Linked DNA regions of Sus scrofa: all the other regions are linked to region 1. Evidence: chromatin contacts called from public HiChIP or PLAC-seq and promoter capture Hi-C data. All regions are on one chromosome and are shown on one strand. Each heading gives the region's core, a stretch centred on a gene start, on an enhancer-like site or on the middle of the called end of the contact. The rest is flanking DNA. Distances are from core to core; before and after follow the strand shown.

Evidence for each region. Promoter capture Hi-C pulls out the DNA fragments that hold promoters and counts their contacts. HiChIP or PLAC-seq counts read pairs in DNA pulled down with a chosen protein or histone mark.
Region 2: an H3K27ac HiChIP or PLAC-seq map of skeletal muscle shows a contact between it and region 1, with 10 times the contacts expected there. The contact joins the enhancer-like site here to the promoter of DIP2B in region 1. A contact is called at or near these places in 2 of 5 promoter capture datasets (fetal skeletal muscle and liver), 10 of 47 Hi-C or Micro-C datasets (brain, embryonic fibroblasts, epiblast stem cells and 7 more) and 2 of 2 datasets of contacts at active chromatin or transcription factors (alveolar macrophages and skeletal muscle).
Region 3: a contact with region 1 is called in a promoter capture Hi-C map of liver, with 3 times the contacts expected there. The contact joins the promoter of ATF1 here to the promoter of DIP2B in region 1. A contact is called at or near these places in 4 of 5 promoter capture datasets (fetal liver, fetal skeletal muscle and liver), 5 of 47 Hi-C or Micro-C datasets (heart right ventricle, liver and skeletal muscle) and 2 of 2 datasets of contacts at active chromatin or transcription factors (alveolar macrophages and skeletal muscle).

What each region holds. Positions count from the first base shown.
Region 1 is chr5:16,371,365-16,374,484 of Sscrofa11.1, reverse strand. DIP2B (disco-interacting protein 2 homolog B) reads right to left here and starts at 1,458. Exons shown (of 39, transcript XM_021091658.1): 1 at 1,205-1,458. The coding sequence starts at 1,304.
Region 2 is chr5:16,592,148-16,595,271 of Sscrofa11.1, reverse strand. DIP2B (disco-interacting protein 2 homolog B) reads right to left here. Exons shown (of 39, transcript XM_021091658.1): 33 at 2,702-2,872; 34 at 1,895-1,956; 35 at 972-1,029. Among named protein-coding and RNA genes, the nearest start is that of ATF1, 25 kb to the left of the region's middle. Within about 2 kb of position 1,326, at least 17 of the 83 cell types and tissues checked have an H3K27ac peak or open chromatin away from gene starts, as enhancers often do. A contact at or near this core is called in alveolar macrophages, brain, epiblast stem cells and 3 more, where this site is marked.
Region 3 is chr5:16,617,457-16,620,972 of Sscrofa11.1, reverse strand. ATF1 (cyclic AMP-dependent transcription factor ATF-1) reads right to left here and starts at 1,843. Exons shown (of 9, transcript XM_021091659.1): 1 at 1,679-1,843. The coding sequence starts at 1,750.

The DNA.
Region 1 (3,120 bases), core at 209-2,708:
GAATGCCCTGATAAGTAAACAAAAAGTCAGAACTCTCCTGGGAACTTGTCACATTCTTCTTTTCCAATCAGCAATGTTTAATCCACTTGAAAAACGCTTGTGAAGAGGGCTTTTGGCAAAGAACTCAATAAGAATATGCAGCTCTGGGGACGCTACCACAGGGCTGACATCAAGCTTGGAGGAAAATGCTGCTTTTGTCTCAGAGGCAGCCTGTGATAAAAACAGGAACTTTATGGAGAACTGATCACAACTGCACAAGAAGCCTGATCACATGCCCACAACAGAGCAACGTTTCTCTCATTGCCGTCCAGGGACTTCTCCAAGAATAGTGGCTCGATTTATTCCATTCTTTTAATTCTCAAAACCAATCCAAGCCTCCTGGTAACAATCCATTGTCAAAAGAAAGCCGGTGCCGGTCAGGATTTGCATGTAACCGGGAGCCACCTCTCTCCTCTCTTCAAAGACTCCAAAAGGTGGATTAGATGCGGAAAATTCAGTCCGAATACAGGCAAGCAGGAAAAAATCTTTATGACAAAGGTGGTCTAAAAGCAGCCCCGGTGTCTCTCTCTGGGTTAAGGCCACAGCTTCTGGCCTCCCTAGGACCCTCAACGGCCCACCCTGCTTCCACCTCACTCCTGTCACGGGGGAGGCATCTCGCATTGTTAAAGAAGGAAGAAGAAATGCTGCGGATTTCCCCTGTGTCTTTCTCATTTGCTGAAGGGGGGAAGGGGAGCTGAAACAGGCGTGGGGCCCTCCCCTCGAAAAGGGGAGAGGAGGACTGGAGAAGGCTGTCAGCCACCCTGCTGGTGGCCTCACTCCCACCCCGCCCCCACCGTGCCCCGACGCCCCGGCAGGAGCGGGAGGGCTCAGCTTTGTCTCGGGTTTTGGGGGGCAGGGAGCGCAGCAGCAGCCCGGGCCGGGGAAGGACCTCTCCCCCCAAGCCCCTCCTCACCCCCGCCCAGGGAACACAATGAACTACGCGGAAATCCACTGCCCAGGGTGGGAGCGGAGAGAAGCGACCCCTCAGAGCCCCGGCCAGATTTCCGGAACCCTCCTCCCCTCCGCCCGCGCCACCACCAGGGCGCGCGGCGGGGACCTGGTCTCCCCTTCCAGCGATCCGCAGCGGCGCCCGGGCGCCTGCCCGACCCCCCGACCGCCCAACCCGACCCCCGGCCAGGCTCCCCACCCCCGGCCCGGCTCCTACCCTCCGAGAGCTCCAGCTCCAGCTCCGCCAGCTGCGCCCGCACTTCGGGCGGCAGTGCTGCCACCGCAGCCGGCGCCGGCTCCAGGCCTCGCTCCGCCATCCCGGCTCTGCCAGCCACACTCCGGAAGACAAGCGAGCGGGCCGAAGGAGGGACGGACTGACGCGGGCCCACACCCCGGCTACAGGATCCGGCTCCGGCCGCCGAGCGCCGCCAGCGCCGCCGCTGCCGCCGCCGCCATGAGCGAGGGTCACGTGAGCGCGACGGCCCCGCCCCCGGGCCGAGGACTCTCCGCCTCCGCAGCCCAGTCATGCTGAGGACCCGCGGGCTGACGGCGCCCTCTACTGGGAGACTTCTGAAACGACGCGTCTAAACCCGTCCCCCAGATTTCTCCCAGGCGAAATGGGCTCACCGTGTTGATGTCGATGTGAACAAGTAGTGTTTACCTTTTACAGACTCTCAAGCAAGGCGTTTTCAGGGGCCCTAGGTCTTGCTTTTTCAAGTTATCCTCACTTAGTAGTGCATGCCGTTGTCTCGTCCCTTCCTCCGTTCCCCCCGATTGACACCTGACCCTTTATAAGGACTTGAATGCAGGCCAGTTCTTTCACTGGGGCTTCCCCATCCCATTTACCCTGAGCTCCTTGTTTCTATTTCAGTTCTAGCATTTAAGGCAAAGGAGGGAGAATCCGCCTCCTCCCGCCTAGACTTCTAATCACTTGCGAGAGGAAAATTTTTTCTTTCTGTTATTATCCAACTGGGCGTATGACTTAATAAGTGTTCTAAAAGTATTAATATTTTAATTCAATGTAAGGATCCAGACACCTGTGTGTTTTCACCAGGAGCTACTGGGACAGATGCCTTAAATTGTCATCCATAGTCTTTCTTTAATAGTATTGAACTTTTTTTCAATGCCAAAACTCCCCTGCACAATTTGAGGGAATTCCAGTGTTTTCCCTTCCCTTCCTTGTGGATTCAAAACTGATCCTCTGAGAGTAAGACCTCAGCATCTATTCTCTAGTAGTTTCCAGACAGAATTATATCATTCATAGGCTGAAAAAGGAAAAAAAAATTAAGTCGAGAAAAGAATTTCAGGTTGAAAAAAAGGAATGTGACATCATGGCTGATTAAAAAGTAGGCTGGGGAGTTCCAGTTGTGGCTCAGTGGTTAATGAATCCGACTAGGAACCATGAGGTTGCGGGTTCGATCCCTGATCTTGCTCAGTGGGTTAAGGATCCGGCGTGGCCATAAGCTGTGGTGTAGGTCTCAGACACGGCTCTGACCCTGAGTTGCTGTAGCTGTGGTGTAGGCTGGCGGCTGCAGCTCTGATTAGACCCCTAGCCTGGGAACCTCCAGATGCTATGGGAGCGGCCCAAGAAATGGCAAAAAGACAAAAATAAATAAATAAATAATAAAAAGTAGGCTGCAGTTTCCTTTTAACTGCAGCAATGTAAGGAGAATCTGTGGAATAGATGTGTATGTCCTCTGGTTTACGTGAGGACTATAGCAAATTTTTTTTTTTTTTTTTTGTCTTTTTGCCATTTCTTGGGCCTCTCCCACGGCATATGGAGGTTCCCAGGCTAAGGGTCTAATCAGAGCTGTAGCTGCCAGCCTATGCCAGAGCCACACAGCAACGCCAGATCCGAGCTGCATCTGTGACCTCCACCACAGCTCACGGCAACACCGGATCCTTAACCCACTGAGCAAGGGCAGGGATTGAACCTGCAACCTCATGGTTCCTAGTCGGATTCGTTAACCATTGCGTCACGACGGGAACTCCAGCAATTTTTCAATGGTTGACATTCCTCTCATCAAAAAGCAAGGGCTATGTCCCCTCCCCTGAATCTGAATGGACTTCTGACTGCCTTGACCAATAGAGTATGGGACAAATGATACCACGTGACTTCTGAGGTTAAGTCCT
Region 2 (3,124 bases), core at 77-2,576, 220 kb before region 1:
TGAAATCTCTCCTTGAATAGTTTAACTCTCATTCTAATCTAAGAAATCACTCTCAAATATCTTAAAAAAAAAAGTTCCCGTTGTGGCGCAGTGGTTAACAAATCCGACTAGGAACCATGAGGTTTCGGGTTCGATCCCTGCCTTTGCTCAGTGGGTTAACGATCCGGCGTTGCCGTGATCTGTGGTGTAGGTGGCAGATGTGGCTCGGATCCTGCGTTGCTGTGGTTGTGGTGTAGGTCAGCAGCTACAGCTCCGATTGGACCCCTAGCCTGGGAACCTTCATGTGCCGCGGGAGCGGCCCAAGAAATGGCAAAAAGACAAAATAAATAAATAAATAAATAAAATTTTATTTTATTTTTTTGCTTTCTAGGGCCATACTCACGGCATATAGAGGTTCCCAGGCTAGGGGTCTAATGGGAGCTACAGCAGCTGGTCTATGCCACAGCCACAGCAACGCCACATCTGAGCCATGTCTGTGACCTACACCACAGCTCTCACAGCCACGCCAGATCCTTAACCCACTGAGCGAGGCTAGGGAACAAACCTGCAACCTCATGGATCCTAGTCAGATTCGTTTCCGCTGCACCACGACGGGAACTCCTCAAATATCTTTTTTTATTGTTACTTCCCCCTGTAACATTTATAAAGGTAGAACTGGCGCTCTTTAGGTTGCTCATCTCTTCGCCTTGAATATAGTGAACACCACATCTCACTGCTTTGTCAAATAAGAATAACATGGCGGTCAGATTTTTAAAAAAAATCTATGGGAATTAAGAACCTTCAAATTTAGGATTCTTCTTACTTATGTGCCCACATGAATTTGAAAGACTGGCTAAGTGAAAATGTTGAATTATCTCCAGATGGCGATTCAGTCTTGCCCTAGCTGTTAATATATTACATGGCTTCAGGTTTCTTTAAAATGAACTACTTCTCCACAGGCCAGCTTCCCAATGGTTAACAGAACAAATTACCTTCCCAGACTCGGAGAGGAGCAGACTCTGAGGGGCACCCCGTTCCACAAGACGAACCCTGCAGAAGAGCAGTATTTACGACACACGAGCCTGTAAACAATGACTGCACCCCGTGTGCCAGACGAGGTGTATGCTGCCCTCCCGAGACGGCCCATCTGCCTCTCCTCCCTCTCCTCCCGTTAGAGCAGTTTCTCAATCAGCATCACTGACATTCTGGGTCAGCTATTTCGTGGTAAGTTTAGGGGAGGGCCGTCCTGCGCATTGCAGGAGGTTTAGCAACACCCCAGGCCTCCATACCCACTAGATGTCAGTAGCACCCCCTTGCTGGGACAACCCTGACTGTCTCCAGACACTGTCGAATGTCCTCCGGAGGGCAAACTCTCCCCAGGCTGAGAGCCACAGCAAGAGGGACGCTCTGCCTGTGTAGGCGGGGTCAGGGCCACGGGCCACCCTGGGAACACAGCCCAAGCCCAGGGAGAGGGTCCCAGAGCCTTGACCGGGAGCTCCCCTTGGGACATAGCTACGACTCACTTGTGAGCCGACGAGGGGGCAGGCCTTTACTCCTGGGGCTCAGACAAAGTGTTGTTTCAAAAACCCTGCTCTGCCTCATTTACCGTGTCTCAGTTATTTTTAAAGGCTCAGAGGAAAGAGCCTGGCCATTTTAATTTAAGTCGAATGTTACAAAATCCCAGCATTACATGTTAGCATTAAAGAACAGTGAAGCAACTGTGAGGATTAAAACTTCCTTCTTATACATGTAAATCTTATTAGGCATGAATAACGAATTCCTCCCCTCTTCCCACCCCCCAGCCCCCGAAAGACACAAACAAAAGGCATGCGGGAGAGAGCTGGCTCTCGTGAGGCTCAGAACTTTTTCTGCTCAGAAGGGCTAATAGGAAGGAAGCATAACAGACCCACTGTACCTGTCATGTCTTAATGATTTCAGATCTACATACACAGTCGTTGGGTCAGGCCCTGAGGTTCCCTAAAGAAAAACGAATCAATGCATTGTTTATTTAAAATCTGAATGAATGGTATTTCCATATCTCACATTTTCAAATCAAGAAATAGACAATTTAGCCACATCCATCAAAAATGTGAACTCCATTTTGAAAGCTCACCCTGTTTTCGACCAGATGAGGCAGGGTTGCAGTCAACACCTGAAAGAGACTCCTGGCCTGGCTTTCTCCTCATCCTTCTCTCCTTTCCTCCCCCGGGAAGTAGGCCAGGGGCCGGAGCAGCACTGAGGGTACCAGGTCGAGGAGGGTCCTCGTCTCTGGACTCAAAGCAGGGATGAGACAGACCAGCATCTACGGGATTTTCAAAACCGACACTGGGCCAAGCGGACAGCAAGGGGCCCGCGAGAGGGCTTCAGGGTTAAAGTGTCATGATGCTGCTCCAAAGTCACCCAACCATGGTGACAGAGGACCTGGAAGTATCCACCCATGTGCGCCACCGTCTCTGTTTGGTTTTGGCACCTGTGGCATATGGGACTGGCACCCGGGCCGGGGACTGACTCTTAGTTGCAGCTTTGACCTGAGCCACAGTTGTGGCAACGCTGGATCCTTAACCCACTGCACCCCAAAAGAAGTCCCATGCCACCTTCTTTGGCTCTCACTCTTCTCATAAGGCCCAGTGAAGTCCAAATAAAAAGCCCAGAGTCCCACCACAAGTCCGTGGAAGTTTGTGCTCCCGGCGCCCCCCCACAAGCACCATTTCATGATCGTCACCTGCAAACATATCGCTACATTGACTCTGGATCCAAAAGTGGTGCTGACAGCCCGAGGGGACAGACCGATGTCCTTGAAGAGCTTGGAGAAGGACTGCTGGAGGGCAATGCGGGGCCGCTCCTCGGCCACCACCACACACGTCCGGATGCAGGAGAGGTTGATTCCCCTGGTCTGCAAGACACCAGGCACAGGAGCTGAGGTGAGGCTCCAGGAGCACTGAGGAAGGAGGGCCCCTGCGCTACCAATGTGGTCAGGAAGAGTTGAGAAACTATGTGTGCTCACTTCACACACCCAGAGAAGAGACACACCTTTTCACCAAATGCCAAGGCATTCCACTAAAATCATCATCCACTGGTCAATCTGCTCCTTCTCTATTTCATTCCTTTTTCAACTAAAAATCTTAGCTCTCCACTTCTGTATCTT
Region 3 (3,516 bases), core at 594-3,093, 250 kb before region 1:
CCTTCCTTCCTTAATGCTTGGTCCACTGTGCCTTGCAGATATTTCTAATGAGGTACTTAATATTCTGAGCCGTGTGTTTATTGGCATGTCTGTTTCCCCCAGTTTTAAAGTGCCTAAGAACAGGGCCTATATCTTGTGAGTATATGCTCTGTGCCCAGCAGACCCTCACGTATGCAGTAAAGCAGTAGACATCAACAAATACAGTATAGTATTCTCACCTGATGAATGAAGAGCCTTAAGTTTCCCCACCTGTAGATGATGCTGAACTACAATAAGCTTGAGGGTAAGAAGTCTCTTGCTCAACATTTCCACAACCGAACGCATGATCACCCCTCAAAATTGCTCCTACTAGTCAAATTGAATTTCTTTCAGATTTACAAATGTGCTGGCTTTGCTTTCTCTCTCCTTCAGGCTTTCACATATCCTATTCCCTCTGCCAGAAATACTATTCCTCTTCTCTTCATGTGGCCTATTTCTATGAGTTACTCTTCCAGGCAAGTTTTCATGACTCCCTTAGGCTGGTCTAGAAGCTTCAGCTCTATCCCCACAACACATGTTCCCCCTCCTTTCAGGGCACTTATCACGCTGATGTAATGGCCTGTTTTTTGTCTCCCTACCAGAATGCAAGCTCTAAGGAGTCAAGACCACATCCTGTTCCCAGTGTAAGATTATTACTGCTGAATAAATCAATGTTTACTTACAGATTTACCTACTTAAAACTGATAGAAATAACAGTTAAAGAAATATCTTTAGACAATTACTTCAACCTACCTTTAGAAAAAGGAAAATTCAGGCATAAGAAAACATCCTACTTTAAAGTTAAAAATTCTTTAGTACAAATGGGATGACATGGAGGGCGAAAGCATTTTTGAAGGTACTACCACCTACCGGTGATACAGTAGTACTGCACAGATGTATTACAGACGAAGCATAAAGAAGAGCTGCCAGTAACAGAGCTCACATATTCGGTTTTAGGACAGCAGTACTGAGGCCAAATGAGCACTGAGGAAACTGCACGTTATAAAGTCAATAGGAAAAACTGCATTTTAATAAAACTGCAATTTCTGTTGGTAACGAAACTCTCGGGATAAAACGCATTTTGCGAACATAAGCAAACAGTGTACATACTCTCATCACAGGCCAGTCTGACAAAGACGCTTGTCAAATCTATGCAGAAAAAGCCTCAGAAACGTAAAGGTTCCCAATGACTAAGAGCCCACTGTGCCTCAAAAGTTGACAAAACAACGGTCATTAACACCTGCAGTAATTGTGAAGAGATCAAGCGACACGCTTCACAGCGCAGCTGACGCTATGGTATATACCACGCTTAGTTTTGTGATACAGGAGGAAAATCAAAGAGATCGTTTCCTAAATTTAGTCAACTCTCCAGAAGTAAAAAGACGAGCCTCTGTCACTCCACACACTCCTTCCTTGGTTGTCGGCTGCACCTTTCCATACTGTTTCGTGTGTTGTGATTATTCTACTGCCTCCCCAATCGAGTGGAAGCTCCCAGATGGTTAGGGATGGTTCTGCCGGCCCGGGCCCCCACCCCGAGGACGCCGGCAGAGATGACCGGTCTTGAGCTGCGCTCGGCGGACGACTGGCGGAGGCCAAGGCCACGCCGCCCTCCCCCTGGCTTCCCGCCCCAACCCCAAGACCTTCGACGGAGGGCGCTCGCCTTGGGCCGCGGACGGGCGGCTTCAGAGGCGAAAGCCACCCCGCGGCGGGAGGTCTTCGGTTTAATTTTCATGAGGGGGCGGCAGGAAGGAGGGAGGCGGAGACAGCGGACCGAAGAGGGGCACCGCGGGGCCGAGGCGCGAGAACCGGAAGCGCGCCTGGCCGTGGGGGAGAGCGGGCGGCCCCTCCCCCTTCCGCCGCGGGCCCTCCGCGCCCCTCCCCCACCGCGGCCGCCCCGCGCGACCCCCCACCCGACGCGGGACCCGCTCGGCGTCCCCGCCGGCGCCGCGTCCTCGTCCCCTCCCCCTACCGGGTACACGGGAGCACGTACCCACCCCCGCCCCCCGCTTACCTGTGGCTGCCGCCTCGCCGCTGTCTGGGGCGGGAACTTCCACTCCCCCCCTCCCAGGTGGATCCGAATTCGCTACCCACTTCCCCACCCCCTCACGCGGCGGGGGACGTGCCTCTTTCTCAGGGGTCAGGCGGGGCGGGGAGAATCAGTGTCACTTAACAGCCAACTGTCCTAGGCTACGGTTTCCTCGGCAGTCAGGGCCGCCACTGGCGGCATGATCTACACCAGGCCGGGGGCGGGGGAGGGAAGGGGGGCAAAAGTGAGTAAGAGCGTGGGGGGTGAGGTTAGGGCGGGCCCTCCGCTTGGGCCGCCGTCCTACGTCACCGCGTTGCTCACGTGACGCGACGCCATGTTGAGCCGGGGCTCTCCGGGTTGGCCAGTTCTAGTCCCGAAAGTGTTATTGGCAGAGAGAGGTGGAGGGGGAAAGTTACCTGCGTTCCGTTTCGGTGCAGGAGCTTTGTCCGCACTCTTCCCCGCACAGCTGTTTTCGGAGACCGGCCGGACTCTGGGAGGTCGCTCGGGGTGGGGCACTTTTCTTCGGTTAATTACATCCCTCAGCTCAGCTCCTAGCTCTGGCCCGAGCTGTGGTCCCCGGCCTTGACCCACGCCCGACCTATCCGCCCTTTGTAGACAGAGTGACTTGAAGATTCAAGGCTTGTCTCCGCTTCTTACCACCCAGGCTAATTCTAATCCCATAAAACCACGTTAGGATTTGTGTCTTTTATCACATCTGAAAGGATTAAAAAACACGCCCACTGGGTGCCAGGTAGGGAGTGTCACACTGAAGCACAGATTTACCCCAACTATTATGCCAGAAAAATGTTAACATAAAGTGGTAAAGTAAAATCACGTCGTCATTTTGATACATTAAAAAACTTTTAACAATTCCCTGTTGGGACTCAGCGGATTAAAAACCCGAGGTTGTCTCTCTGGGGATGCAGGTTGGATCCCTGTCCTCGCTCAGTAGATTAGAGATCCAGTCATGCTGCAAGCTGAAGCTTAGGTCTCAGATGCCCTTCAGATCCCTGTTGCTGGGGGCTGTGGGGTAGGCTGGAAGTTGCAGCTCTGATTAGACCCCTAGCCCTCTATGCCACAGGTATGGCGGTAAAAAGAGAAAAATTAAAAGAAAAAAACACATTTTTTAATGTGCATCTACCTTTCTGGAGCAGGGATGATGCATTATTCTGATGTGTTATTCTGAATTTTTTTTTTTTTTTTTTTTTGTCTTTTTTGCTATTTCTTGGGCCGCTCCCGCGGCATATGGAGGTTCCCAGGCTAGGGGTCGAATCGGAGCTGTAGCCACCAGCCTACGCCAGAGCCATAGCAACGCGGAATCCGAGCCGCGTCTGCAACCTACACCACAGCTCACGGCAACGCCGGATCGTTAACCCACTGAGCAAGGGCAGGGACCGAACCCGCAACCTCATGGTTCCTAGTCGGATTCGTTAACCACTGCGCCACGACGGGAACTCCTGAACTCTTTATCC